2 separate regions of the Mus musculus genome follow, and region 1 is linked to region 2. A link is a contact called in public promoter capture Hi-C data. All regions are on one chromosome and are shown on one strand. The core of a region is the stretch at or near the end of the contact, and the rest is flanking DNA. Distances in the headings are between cores, read along the strand shown.

What was found. Promoter capture Hi-C pulls out the DNA fragments that hold promoters and counts their contacts.
Region 1: a contact with region 2 is called in a promoter capture Hi-C map of embryonic stem cells, with 3 times the contacts expected there. The contact joins the enhancer-like site here to the promoter of Ak5 in region 2. A contact is called at or near these places in 7 of 39 promoter capture datasets (embryonic stem cells, frontonasal cranial neural crest, hippocampal neurons and 3 more), 1 of 484 Hi-C or Micro-C datasets (palatal mesenchyme), 1 of 115 datasets of contacts at active chromatin or transcription factors (astrocytes) and 2 of 9 other capture datasets (adipose tissue and liver).

The regions. Positions count from the first base shown.
Region 1 is chr3:153,636,904-153,643,348 of GRCm38.p6, reverse strand. The region is part of intron 1 of St6galnac3 (ST6 (alpha-N-acetyl-neuraminyl-2,3-beta-galactosyl-1,3)-N-acetylgalactosaminide alpha-2,6-sialyltransferase 3); the gene reads left to right. Among named protein-coding and RNA genes, the nearest start is that of Gm52633, 45 kb to the right of the region's middle. Within about 2 kb of position 1,343, at least 12 of the 459 cell types and tissues checked have an H3K27ac peak or open chromatin away from gene starts, as enhancers often do. A contact at or near this core is called in embryonic stem cells, where this site is marked.
Region 2 is chr3:152,664,983-152,671,315 of GRCm38.p6, reverse strand. It overlaps Ak5 (adenylate kinase 5), which reads left to right and starts at 2,956. Exons shown (of 14, transcript NM_001081277.2): 1 at 2,956-3,516. The coding sequence starts at 3,457. AI115009 (expressed sequence AI115009) reads right to left here and starts at 4,403. Exons shown (of 4, transcript NR_040386.1): 1 at 3,484-4,403.

The DNA.
Region 1 (6,445 bases), core at 94-2,593, 970 kb before region 2:
GTGGCCGTCCACCATCCTTGGTCCACATCTGGAGCACTGTCTGACCTAATTGTCCTTGAGCCTTATTCTCTGGCTGACATTTCTTCCCTGCTACCTTTGCCATGGTCACATCCCTTGCCGCTTCTTGGCAATGACCCTGTTTCTTTAGTCCATCATCTCCTTTTAAAACTGCGTGCGTTCACGGCTCCTGAACTATTCCTCAAGTATGACCAATTTTGCGTTGCTGGAGAGTCCGAGTCCAGACTCGTTTAGATACAATCAGTGTGACTTGTACGCCTCTCTTCCTTCCGGTTCTGCTTTCTTCGCAGGGTTACGTTTTCTCTTTGGACTTTGTCTTCATTTGTTTCTCTGGTTTGCCATTTATAAAGCGCTAACAGCTCCCTTAGGGCACGCTCTGAGCAGACAGGATCTCTCTTCTGTTCATGGTCAAGTTCAGGACTGAGCTGTGTACATGGTAGGCGTTCAGACAGTATTTGCACAGTGAACATGTTATGGAAAAGCCGGGGTTTTAAATTTTCCTTTAACAGTTACTCTCTGTAGCATTCAGCAAATTACATTGTGGAGGTCAAGTTTCCTCAGCCAAAAAAATTCAGAGCAGCTCCATTTTGTGAAGATGTTTGGCCAACTAGAACCAACCTCTTTTCCCCACTCAAGTCCTGAACTAATCCTGACATACAGGTACAATAGCTATTGTTATTGCTACTATTGTTAGTGTTGACTGATTTAGGACTGACTTTATCCAGGCCTATGGCTGGAATAGAAGTAGAATTCAGGAGCTGACCCCAATCCTGTTTGGGAAAGAAAGCTTTGGTTGTTTCCGTTTCACTGGTAGAAGAGTGTGGGCTGCCTACCTGTTTGTGGAGTCAGGATTTCTGATTGATCATTGATATGGTAAGGGCTTCCAGATGTAAACTGTCTCATTCCTGTTACATCACTGAAATGTAATAGAGCCAGAGAATGGAGTCTGTTCTTGTCTTTTAATCACATGGGGATTATTAAGACATCCCTTGTCTTATATTTAATCGATATGCAATATTTTATATGCTTCCACGGCTCTCGCCACGTTAGGAAGGTAACATCCACATTAGCTAACTAATTTTCACATTAGCCATAAAAATATGGTTAGTGTTCAGTACCGTGAAGAACACACACAGGTAGTTTGCATCTGGAAATGCTAATAATTGCCAGCCATTAATACTGTAAATTCAATTCGAATGTTTTAAATGTCTCCTCTTTCAAGATTGAGAGTTAAGATTAGAATTTAGAATTGAGTACCAGTCTGCACAAGTCTTAAAAGGAAAAACAAATGAATGTGACTCAGAGCGCAGCTGGAGGCAGGCCTGCGTGATTATTCTAAAGCTGTGATTGGCATGGATGTTCAGGAATTCAAATGAGAATGCTTCTTTGTCATGCCTGCTAGGGTCGCTGCCTCTCCCAAGGTGGCCAGTGTCACCGATATCATCAGCAGACTCTGATAACAAAAATTCAAGAGTCCAATTTCTGATTTAGTCTACTAGTCTTTTTCTTCTGCATCCCAGACTTGAAGATGGGTGAGGGAATTTTCACTACTGAGCCATGTTTACCATTCACATAACCAGTGGTTCTCAGAGATCATCCCACACTGTTTCAAAAGACAGACCATGTCATCTGGCTATTAACTACTATTTGTCCAATCAGAACTCAGATGCACTGGCCAACCCCTCTGAAGACATAATCAAAGAGTAGCAACCAGCCAGTGTGTTGTGTGTGTGTGTGTGTGTGTGTTTATCATGTAGGGGAATGTGCCTTCAAATAGTATGTGTATGCTGGTGTATGCATGCTTGTAGAGGCTAGAGAGAGCTCAACACCAGACGTCATTCTTTGGGAGCTGTCTGCTTATTTCTTTTAGACAGTCTCTCACTGGCCTGTCAGGAAGTCTCAGGATCCATCCCTCTGCCTTCCAGGTGCCGAGGCGACCACTCTCTGTGCAGACTTTTGTACTTAGGTTCTGGGGAACCTTAAAATCTGACAGTTTTGCTCTCAAGGCAAGCATGTTCCCAGCAACAGTCTTCCCCTATGCACACCTCGTTTACGTACAGTTTTAAATTAGCCTTTACTGTGAAATAAAAGGAGTGCTTGCCTGGGTGCTGGATGCTCACTCCTCACACATGCTACAGCTTCCAGTGCTGCTCATAAAACTGCTCATAATGGTGGTTTTCAAAGTGTGTGTGTGTGTGTGTGTGTGTGTGTGTGTGTGTATGCGTGTGTACATGTGAGTATGCCTTTGTGTGTGTGGTAAGCTATGACCTTTTGCAGTTTTTTTTTTGATAATCATGATATTGGAGATGATTATGACTTAAAAGAATACATAGGCAACTATTTCTGAACATTCATGAAGTTAGGTTCCCCCCCCCCCCTCCCATGGAGCATTTGATATATTGCTTGGTGCTTTGTTCTGGAATGGTTACTTGAAGAATATAAAGTGTAATATAGATTTTCATTTTAATGGGAGTGTTATAATACCCTCATATTTTTTCCACTTCTCATTAGTTTTTATAACCTATGAATTACCTAAAACAACTTCAGTCATTGGGATCTTGACTTGACACTTATCTTACTGTGTGTGGAGGTGTCGTCTGAGAGATGGCATCTGTATTTATGGTGCTGATATATAAAGGTAGATGTTAGGACTGTTGTCAAACATGCACATGATGCCAGGCACAGTGTGGGCTAGGTGTTGTCAAAAAAGATAATGAAGGCACAGTTATAGTAGTAGCTTATGCAAAGGTAATGAGAACATGGGTTTGCCACCACTCTTTATAGACTGGTGTGACAGATTGTATATGCTTGGCCCACGGAGTGGCACTATTAGGAGGTGTGTCCTTGTTGGAGTAGGTGTGGTCCTGTTGGAGTAGGTGTGTCACTGTGCATGTGGGCTTTAAGATCTTTGTCCTAGCTGCCTGGAAGCCTTTGGAACAAGAGGTGGAAGAACTCTTAGCTCCTGCAATCCCACATCTGCCTGGACACTGCCATGCTCCTGCCTTGACGATAATGGACTGCACCACTGACCCTGTAAGCCAGCTCCAATGAATGCCATCCTTATAAGAGTTGTTTTGGTTATGGGATCCATTCACAGCAGTAAAACCCTAACTAAGACCACGGGTCTAGTGAAGATTTTGCATTATTTATTTTTGGCTTATTTCTCCAGTCTATTTGCTCACTGACAAATCATTACATTATTACTTGCTTAAGAAAATACTCTATCCCAAGGCTTCACGCCTGAGTTATCCTCTTGTAGGTTGTTGATATTTGTACTAATTTGTAGGTAGAGACAAATACTGGCTACATTGTTAGTCCTTTATGTCTGGGTATCCTGCCATTGTGGGTTCAGCCAGCTGTGGCTCAAAAATATTTTAATTAATTAATTAATTAATTAACTTTATATCCCAATATCACCCCATCCTCCTCACAGTATCCCCTTACACAGATCCTCCCTCCTTTTCTCCTATAAGAAAGGGACCCCCCCCCCCCACAGTATTACTCTCCCTGGCACATCAAGCCCCTGTATCCTTGCTTACTGAGGCCAGACAAGGCAGCCCTGTTAAGAGAAAAGGATGTATAGACAGGCAACAGATTTAGGGACCAGTTACTGGGAGATCCTCATGAAGTCCAAGCTGTAGTTCTGCTACATATGTGGAAGGGCCTAGGTCCAGCCCATGCTCACTCTTTGGCTGGTAGTTCAGTTTCGGGAAGCTCCCAAGGGTCCAGGTTAGTTGACTTTATTGACCTTCCTGTGGAATCTCTATTATCTTTTGGCCCTTTAATACTTCTCACAACTCTTCCACAAGACTCTGTGAGGTCTGTCTAATGTTTGGCTGTGAGTTCTCTGCATCTGTTTCCATCAGCTGCTGGATGGAGCCTCTCAGAGGCCAGTAATGCTAGGCTACGATCTGCAAGCATAACAGAGTATCATTAATATTTCGCTAATAATTGGTTCTTGCCCATGGGGTGGGTCTCGAGTTGAGACAGTCATTGGTTGGCCATTCCCTCTGTCTCTGCTCTTTTCCCTGCACATCTTGTAGGCAGGACACATTTTGGGTCAAAGGTTTTGTGGATGGGTTGCTGTACTTATCTGTCCACCAGGAGGCCTGCCTGAAATGTTCGACATCCTTAGTCATCAGGGAAATATAAATCAAAGCAACTCTAAGATTCTACCTTCAGAATAGCTAAGGTCGAAAACTCGAGGGACATCACATGCTGATGAGAATGTGGAGCAAAGGAAGTGCCCCACCATTGCTGGTGGGAGTGAAAATCGTCCAAGTGCTCTGGAAATCAATTTGGCGGTTTCTCAGAAAATTGGAGATAGTTCTACCTCAAGACCTAGCTGTACTAAAGATGCTCCACCATTCCATAAGGACGTTTGTTCAACTATGTTCATAGCAACTTTATTCGTTAATAGTCACAAACTGGAAATAACCGAAATATCCTTCAACTGAAGAATGGATAAAGAAAATCTGGTTCATTTAAACAATGACATATTACTCAGCTATTAAAAACAAGGACATGCCGGGCGTGGTGGCGCACGCCTTTAATCCCAGCTCTCGGGAGGCAGAGGCAGGCGGATTTCTGAGTTCAAGGCCAGCCTGGTCTACAAAGTGAGTTCCAGGACAGCCAGGGCTATACAGAGGAACCCTGTCTTGAAAAAAACCAAACAAAACAAAACCAAAAACCAAACTAATCCAAACCAAAAACAAAACAAAAAACCAAAACCAAACAAACAAACAAAACAACAACAACAAAACAAGGACATAATGAAATTTGCAGGAAAATGGCTGGAACTAGAAAATATCATCCTGAGTGAGGTAACGTAGATCCAGAAGATCATGTGTACTGGCTAGTTTTGTGTCAATTTGACACAGCTGGAGTTATCACAGAGAAAGGAGCTTCAATTGAGGAAATGTCTCCATGAGATCCAACTGTAAGGCATTTTCTCAATTAGTGATCAAGGGGGAAAGGCCCCTTCTGGGTGGGACCATCTCTGGGCTGGTAGTCTTGGTTCTATAAGAGAGCAGGCTGAGCAAGCCAGGGACAGCAAGCCAGTAAAGAACATCCCTCCATGGCCTCTGCATCAGCTCCTGATTCCTGACCTGCTTGAGTTCCAGTCCTGACTTCCTTTGGTGATGAACAGCAATGTGGAAGTGTAAGCTGAATAAACCTTTTCCTCCTGAACTGCTTCTGGGTCATGATGTTTGTGCAGGAATAGAAACCCTGACTAAGACATCATGCATACTCTGTACTCCCTTATAAGTGGATATTAGCAATAAAGTACAGGATAACCATGCTACAATCCACTGACTCAAAGCCAATAAGAAGGAGCGTCTAATTCTTCCCAGAAGGGGAAATAAGATAGATACCAGAGTTGGATGGAGGAAGGAATTGGGTGGGAGAGGGGAGAAGGGAGAGGGGAGGGGAGGGAGTGGGGCAAGGAGAGATCAGGTGTAGGGAGAGCAAGGGAGAGAGAACAGAATTTGGCGGGGGGGGGGGGGTCATTTCTAGGATATGCCAGGGACCTGGGACAGTTGGGAGAGGTTCTAGGGTGGCAATGGGGGTGACTCTAGCTGAGACTTCTAGCAGTGGGGAATATGGATCAAAAATATTTTTAGAAGATTGTTTCTGGGGTGGGGAGATAGCTCATTGGGCATAAATGCTTGCTGTATGAAGACCTGAGTTCTGATTCCCAGTATCCATGGTAAGAAACCATGGGTAGCTGTGTGTGCCAGTTACTCAGCTCTGTAGGGGACAGAGAACAAAGAGGAAGGCCAGGTTTTGCTGGCTACCAGCCTAGCTTCAGGATTAGGGAGTTATCCTGTCATGAAGGATTCTGGTAAAGAGAGATGCAGAGAGAAAGGGGGAGGGGGAGAGGGAGAGAGCTCCAGCAAGAGGGGGGGGGGGGAGCGACAAAGCAGGACATCTTCCAGAGCATGAGGAGACATATTAAACACCTGTTGAGTTGGTAGAGACAAGCTGTGACTGTATGCTACTGGGTACGTTGTATCTGTTACTGAAATCTTGGGCTGTTGTCACATGCACACCGATATATAACTATGTGAGCTCTTACTTATTCAATTGAAATGGCAGTTTGTGTGTCAGCCTCTCTGTTGTATATGTTTGGTGCCGCTGGACTCTGAGCCCACTGATGCTCCACCATCCCATAAGGACATATGCTCAACTATGTTCATAGCAGCTTTGTTCGTAATAGCTAGAGAGGGCTAACAGCCATCGATGTGACTCTCTTTAATAACTACTTGGGCGTGTTAAGTTCTTTATCTCTAGTCGTGAGCTGTGGTCTGGGTCCTGAGACTATAACTTTCTGCTCACATGCCTTTCCAAGTGTGGCCGTGTATGGGGACTTCTCTGATGAGGAACCTGAAGGAGAGGGCCCCCAGCAGATGGTCCCATCTACTGT
Region 2 (6,333 bases), core at 1,707-4,206:
AAACAAAGTCCTCAAGCCTTCTTTGTGTGGATGGGCAAGTGGTCCCCCATTTTAGCCACTTGAGCAAGCCCAGCAGGCTTAGCCCTTTGCAGAGACAAGGTCTGTGTGTCAGCAGAAACTGGCTCCTTATGGGTGACTCAGAGAGCAATCCCTTTCAAAGCGCCTTCCTCCTCCAACATCCCTGGTCCTTTGAAAGTCCTCATCATCGTCTTGTGATTATCTTTACTTCCACTTCCTCTGCCCCTTCCTTAGGAGAGGTCTGGACTGGTGCCCGTGCTTCAAATCTATAGAGTCAGCTTTGATTTTTTCCCACCACACCTGCCGCTATCTGATGTGTTCTTGCTTGTGTCCGATTTTCTGCTATCTCTGTGCTTTACTTCTTTTTTGTTTATCACAGTCTGATGTTGTTTGGCCATTTTCTTTACCTTTCCCTCAATGTACTGTTTAAAGTCTTTACTACACTTTATTCATTTGTTTGTTTGGTGTGTCTGTCTGTCTGTTTGTTAGTCTGTCTGTCTGCATGTGTCTGTGTAGGTGGGTGGGTGCTGACACCTGTGCCACAGCACCAGAGCGCATGTGTAAAGGTCAGAGGACAGATCTGGGAAGTCCTCGCTTCCCAAGCATGTGGGTCCTGGGGAACAAGTCAGAGTATCAGACTCGTCCACACTGAGCTATCTTATTGGCCCTATCATACTTACTTATTACACACATTCTCCAATGGAAACTAGGGTCCTTACCAGCAAGAGATTGTCTTAGTTACTGCCATAGCACAGAAACTTACCATGATCTCCCAAGATATGATCACAAGAGACAATTCTATTATTTTTCCTCAGATGTCCCAACTCCTATACCTTCAAAAACGCTAACCATTCTCGAAAATTGTAAAAATTAAAGCTATACCAAAAGATTTTTGAAGAGGATGGAGACAATTTCATTTGTATTAAATATAGAGACCCCAAATGAAATCTTTGTCTCTTTAAACTTATTTAGTCATGACCCACTTATCTGAATACAAGGTAGGAAAATATCATGATATGCTAATTGTTACCAAATACGCAGACGTGGAGAATGTTATAGTTTGTTGGAGCTTGAAGGAATGTGTCTCTACAGTACAAGGGGCTTCAGGCTTTCTATGCCCAGCCTTAGAACCATCACAGAGCTGGTAAGACGGGATAGATTTGGCAAGGATGCCCCTATGCTCCTGTCCCTGCTATCTCCAGCCCAGCTTTGAAAGCCTGTACTTTCTGCATATGCTCTGTCCCTGTGAGGCCGCAGTCTGCAGTAACAGTGACTAGCATCTTGCCCTTCCTACACCTCTCTACTCTGGGATACACCAGCTGTCACTCTCTAAGGCTGATGTAAACTTGCTACATCTGTTTCCAAGCTGGCTACAGTGTGTTTTCTCTGACCCCTCTCTCTTTACTAGGTTGTTGCTGTCACTTGCTGGATTTACTAAAGATACTAAGAATCATGTATCACCTCGAAACAAAAACAAACCCTAACACTAGCAACAGAACCCAGGAAAGAAGGACCTCAAGAAGACCTACAGGAACTGGCCTCTTCAGTCCCGTGTGCTTCTAAGTCGACTAAGCCACCAGGCCCTAGGATTTTCCAAGGACTGTGGAAATGATTGCACAGGGCAGAGATGGCTTTGGCTCCCTCCAAAGCCTGCTGTCAACTAAGTGAGAGGAACATAAGTGGAGACATTCTCACAGAGGACACCAATGTCCTCAGAACTGAAAAAATCGCCCCCATAACATGACACATTATTATGGCATGTGGCTTCAAAAATGTTCACAAATTTTATTTAATTCTCAAAATTGAGCTAATTAAAATTTGATCTCCCGGGCTGGTGAGATGGCTCAGTGGGTAAGAGCACCTGACTGCTCTTCCGAAGGTCCGGAGTTCAAGTCCCAGCAACCACATGGTGGCTCACAACCACCCATAATTAGATCTGATGCCCTCTTCTGGTGCGTCTCAAGACAGCTACAGTGTACTTACATATAATAAATAAATAAATCTTTAAAAAAAAATTGATCTCCCTCCCTCTGCTCAAATAAAGCTGTAGCTTGAGCAACAGCGGCTTATGTGGACCAAGAAATAGGTCCAAGGAAAGATCCTGAAACAGACATTCAAATGGTGAGTTTTTAATTTGAAGCATTTAGAGTGCTGGTTTCTACCAGACCCCAGATGCCAGGAGTCTGTATGTAGCTTTTGCCTCCTTTCTTCCACATACCCTCTCCAGAGTGGGCCCTTGCAGGCAGTTAGAGATCATATTCCCTGGAGACCCAGAGCATCTCTCAAAGAGCAGTGAAAAGACATCTGTGGGAAATGAGTCATCTTGGTAGCTGTGGGGAGGATGGGTGCACCTTGGTCTGTAACTGGGTAGGCACCAGTACACCTCACCAGCCGTCTCCTGTTAGGGCGTTCTGATGGCCCTTGGGCCAGTGACCACTTTGCAGTTTAAAGCAGACCCCAGCTCTCCACCACTCAGTCCTCTCTTCCTCCTTCAGCTCCTCCCAGCAGAAAAGATTCTTTGACTGCTCACTAAATCTTACGCTAAGGATTTCAGGCCTTCTACTCAAATGTTTAAGTTGCTCCAACTTTTCTTAAGGGCTGGGTACTCCAGTGTTAAAAGACCCAACAGAATCCTTCCTCTTTCCCTACTTCCAACTCCCTATCACTGAAAGGCCATTAACTTAAGAATATATGAATTCTCTGACTTGGGTTTTTCCCCCCTGGAAGAGCTCCTGGAGGAGCTCATGATAAGTGGTGTCTGTCTGTCTGTCTATCGTCTGTGGTGTGTGTGGGAGTGTCTGTCTGTGGTAAGTTTGTGGGGGGGGGAGTGTCTGTCTATAGTGTGTATGGTGTGTCTGTATAGTGTGTGTGTGGGGGGGTGTCTGGTGTGTGTGTCTGGTGTGTGTGTCTGGTGTGTGTGTGTGTGTGTGTGTGTGTGTGTGTGTGTTTGTGTGTGTGTGTGTGTGTGTAGAAGCAAAACTGTATCCAGCTCCAATCGCCCGGTTCTTGGCTCCTTGGTGCCCTGGCTGCCCTGGCTGCGTTGCGGGCTGGGGAGTGACTGCAGCCCGCGCGTCCCCACCCCCGCGCCCCGCGCCCGCCCGCGCAGCGTGACTGGCGGCCGCCGCAGCGAGCTCCGGAGGCGCGGGCCGAGCGCGCAGAGCCGGGAGGCGGCGGCTGGTGGCGTCGGCCGCGTGGTCCTCCTCCGCGCCCCTCCCCTGGCGCTCGCGCTGCCTGCGCCCGGGAAGCCGCTGCTGCTCGCTGCTGGCTGGCGCGGGGACCGGCGCGGACGCGGGGGCGACGGGAGCGCGGACTGCACAGCTGCCCGGGAGTCGCTGAGGGGACCCCGGCCTGAGCGCATCCAAGTGAGGGCTGCGCCCCGCCAGCCCCAACCTCGGGAGCTTCCCCTCCTGCTCCCCACTGCACGCGCGCCGTACAGCCATGAACACCAACGACGCCAAGGAGTACCTGGCCCGGAGGGACATTCCTCAGCTTTTCGAGGTAAGAGGCTGGGGTGGCCAAAGGATCCCCAGCGAATGTCCCGAGGGCCAGTGCCCGGCTGCACCTTCCGGTGTAGGGTCCCTAATGAAGGCGCTCACAGAGGCTCGCCGTTCCCTTCGCCCCAGACAAGTCGCCTTGTGCGCTCGGGTCGCTCGGGTCCTTTTCAAATGCAGGCTTCGAAACCCGTATCTTGGGATCAAGTTTCCCTCTTCAAGCTGGGTACTGGATGCAGGCTGTCCCCAGAGTATCCCTCCGAGATGGGCACCCAGAATGGACAGCAGATCGTGGCCTGGCAGCACTCTCTGGGACTGAGGGTCAAGCCAGGTGAGACCAGTGTCGCCCACACGGAGGCAGGACAGGAAACTGAAGGTTCCAGAGTCCTAAACATTCCAGGCGCCAAGCGTTGGGACCCCTTGCAGGGGAGGGAAAGCGTGGACGAAGCGACTCTCCCGGGGGGGACGGCTTGAGGAGAAGGATGAAGATGGAGAGGGAGAAAAAAAACCCACACACGCATATATACACACAGCCCAGCCGATCCAGTGCAGCGCTATCTCCTGGGTCCCTGAAGCTCTAAGCGGCCAGTCAATGAACTCCCGAGCGCGTTTGCTGGTTGCTTGAAAGGTCCTCCCAGCCTCCAGCGCCAGCCCTCGCGCCCACCTACACAGACTGGGTTCGACTGGGAGCGGCCAGACAGGCGTGACTCCTGTTGCTGGCCTCTGCTGGGCTTAGCAGCAGCATCCAGCATCCGCACCAGGGACAGGGGATAGGAATGTGAGGAAGGAGGCTTGAGGAATGAGCTAAAGGTACCTGCTTCCCAGAGAGAAGTCCTGCTTCCTATTATTCTCTCCACATTCCGTCTTAAAACACCCTAAATCCGAAGCGCTTTTGCTTAGGTTATAAAACAAAATAAAAATTAAAAAAAAAAAAAAGGACGGCACCAATCCAAGCCTCATAGGATGAGCCTTAAAAATTTTGGCCTCCAATTCTGAAGGAAATGGAAGAGTAATATTATAAACCAAAGGCCACACATTGTTCTTTTTCCTGTTTAGGGGATTTTTTTCTGTTAGAAGGAAAGTGCAGTGCTTAAGACAATAATTTTTGCAATACCCCCAAACTATGTTTATTTAACCCAGGATACCATAATTACAGTGCTTGGACAGCTTTTTTTGCTGTTTTTGTAAATGTGGAAATGAAGAGCTGAAATATTTTTTTAAATTATAAATGTTAAGACCAAAACCGATTTTATTTCTATGCTTCTAAAAGAATGATAGATACACGCCTGGCGGAGTCTCCTGACATTTCTCTTCCGTGGTGCCAGGTAATGTACAGGGAGCCAGGGTGGTCTGCTCACAGAACTCTGTATGGAGTGTGCTAATGAGCCCTGGTAGGTAGCTGCTTAGGCTTCAAGCTTCCCGTTGGCTTTTCTGCATATGAATGGAATGTCCCCAAATACTGCACACACTCAAAAGGACGTCAGCTTGCTTACCTGAGAGGCACTAAACGCTGTATACTGAGACTCAGTTCAGGACAGCAAAGAGCTGGAGAAGACTATAGAGACTTCTAGGTTCCATTTGAACAGTGAGACCGATTCACTGCACAGCTTAGAGGGAAGCAGGACCTGATTGTCCATGTGACGAGTACAGACCACAAAAATCCAACACCTCAGATTTCTAAAATGGATTTTCTGTGCCAGAATCCACACTGTTCTAAGTTTAACCAGGTGCCTTCCAAAACCCCAGATGGTTGCAGATAGATAGTACATGCCATTACAGATCACAGTAACAGGTGGCTGATGCAATGTATCACCACCAAAGCCTAGAATATAATGGAACTTTTCAGATCTCTTTGGGTGGTACAGAGTATCTGCTAGGTTTGTGGTTGAAAAGTACTCCCGCTTTAAAAATAAATTAAAAACAAAACACAACAGAACGTTTGCAGCTGGTTCTGCTGTGTTCCTAATTCGCCTTTGTAATATAACTATTGGTCTCTGACCTTAGATCAGAGGTTGGCAATTAGTTGAATGCTATCAAAAGTCTAACTAGATTATTTACATATTCAGAGGGTTAACTCAGAGACTAAGCAATAGCACCAGTAGACTACCTATATTCAGTCCTGGGCTGCTGCTGGCACTTAGGAAAAAGGACTTAAGTTACCAGTGAAAGACTGAAGCTCACTGTTACCGATTTAAGAATCAGTGCCCTTTGGGGAGCTAGTTTTGTTTAGGAAAACTTGAAATGTCTGTCTCCCAGTTGGAAAACTTGCCTTGCGTATACCCACCCAACTTAAGCCTTTAGGAAAAGACAAAATTAACAGGCCTGGATTTTAAGTATTAATATTGTGGCTGGGTTATATATGGGGTTGAGAGAATCTGGTATTTTGATTTACCCCATTCCATGTTTTTATAAAATATACAAAGAAGGTTTTATGAGAAGCTGGCTCGGAGTCCTGAACCTAAGACCATCTGAGTAAGTATGCTTAAGAAATCCACTGATAACTCTGAAACACGATCTGCTGACCCAAACCTAGAGGCAGGGATGCCCACAGGCTTGAGTGTACACAAGGGCTCATGGGAGAGCCACAAGACCCCGTGTGTCGATGCAGTCGGTTCTGGCCCACAGAGTAACGGGAGCGTGGGAAGCTAACCTGCCGCACAGAAATCGCATGACACTTCCTCTGCCTCCTCAGCAGCTGAACTCATCTGATGGAACCACAAACCCAAACCCATTCCACTCAGGGTTCCCGAAAACAAAGGCACCTGCTGGGAACTGCCTGCCCTTGGGGGGAAATGGAACTGATTTAAAAATTAAAAGCTGTGGT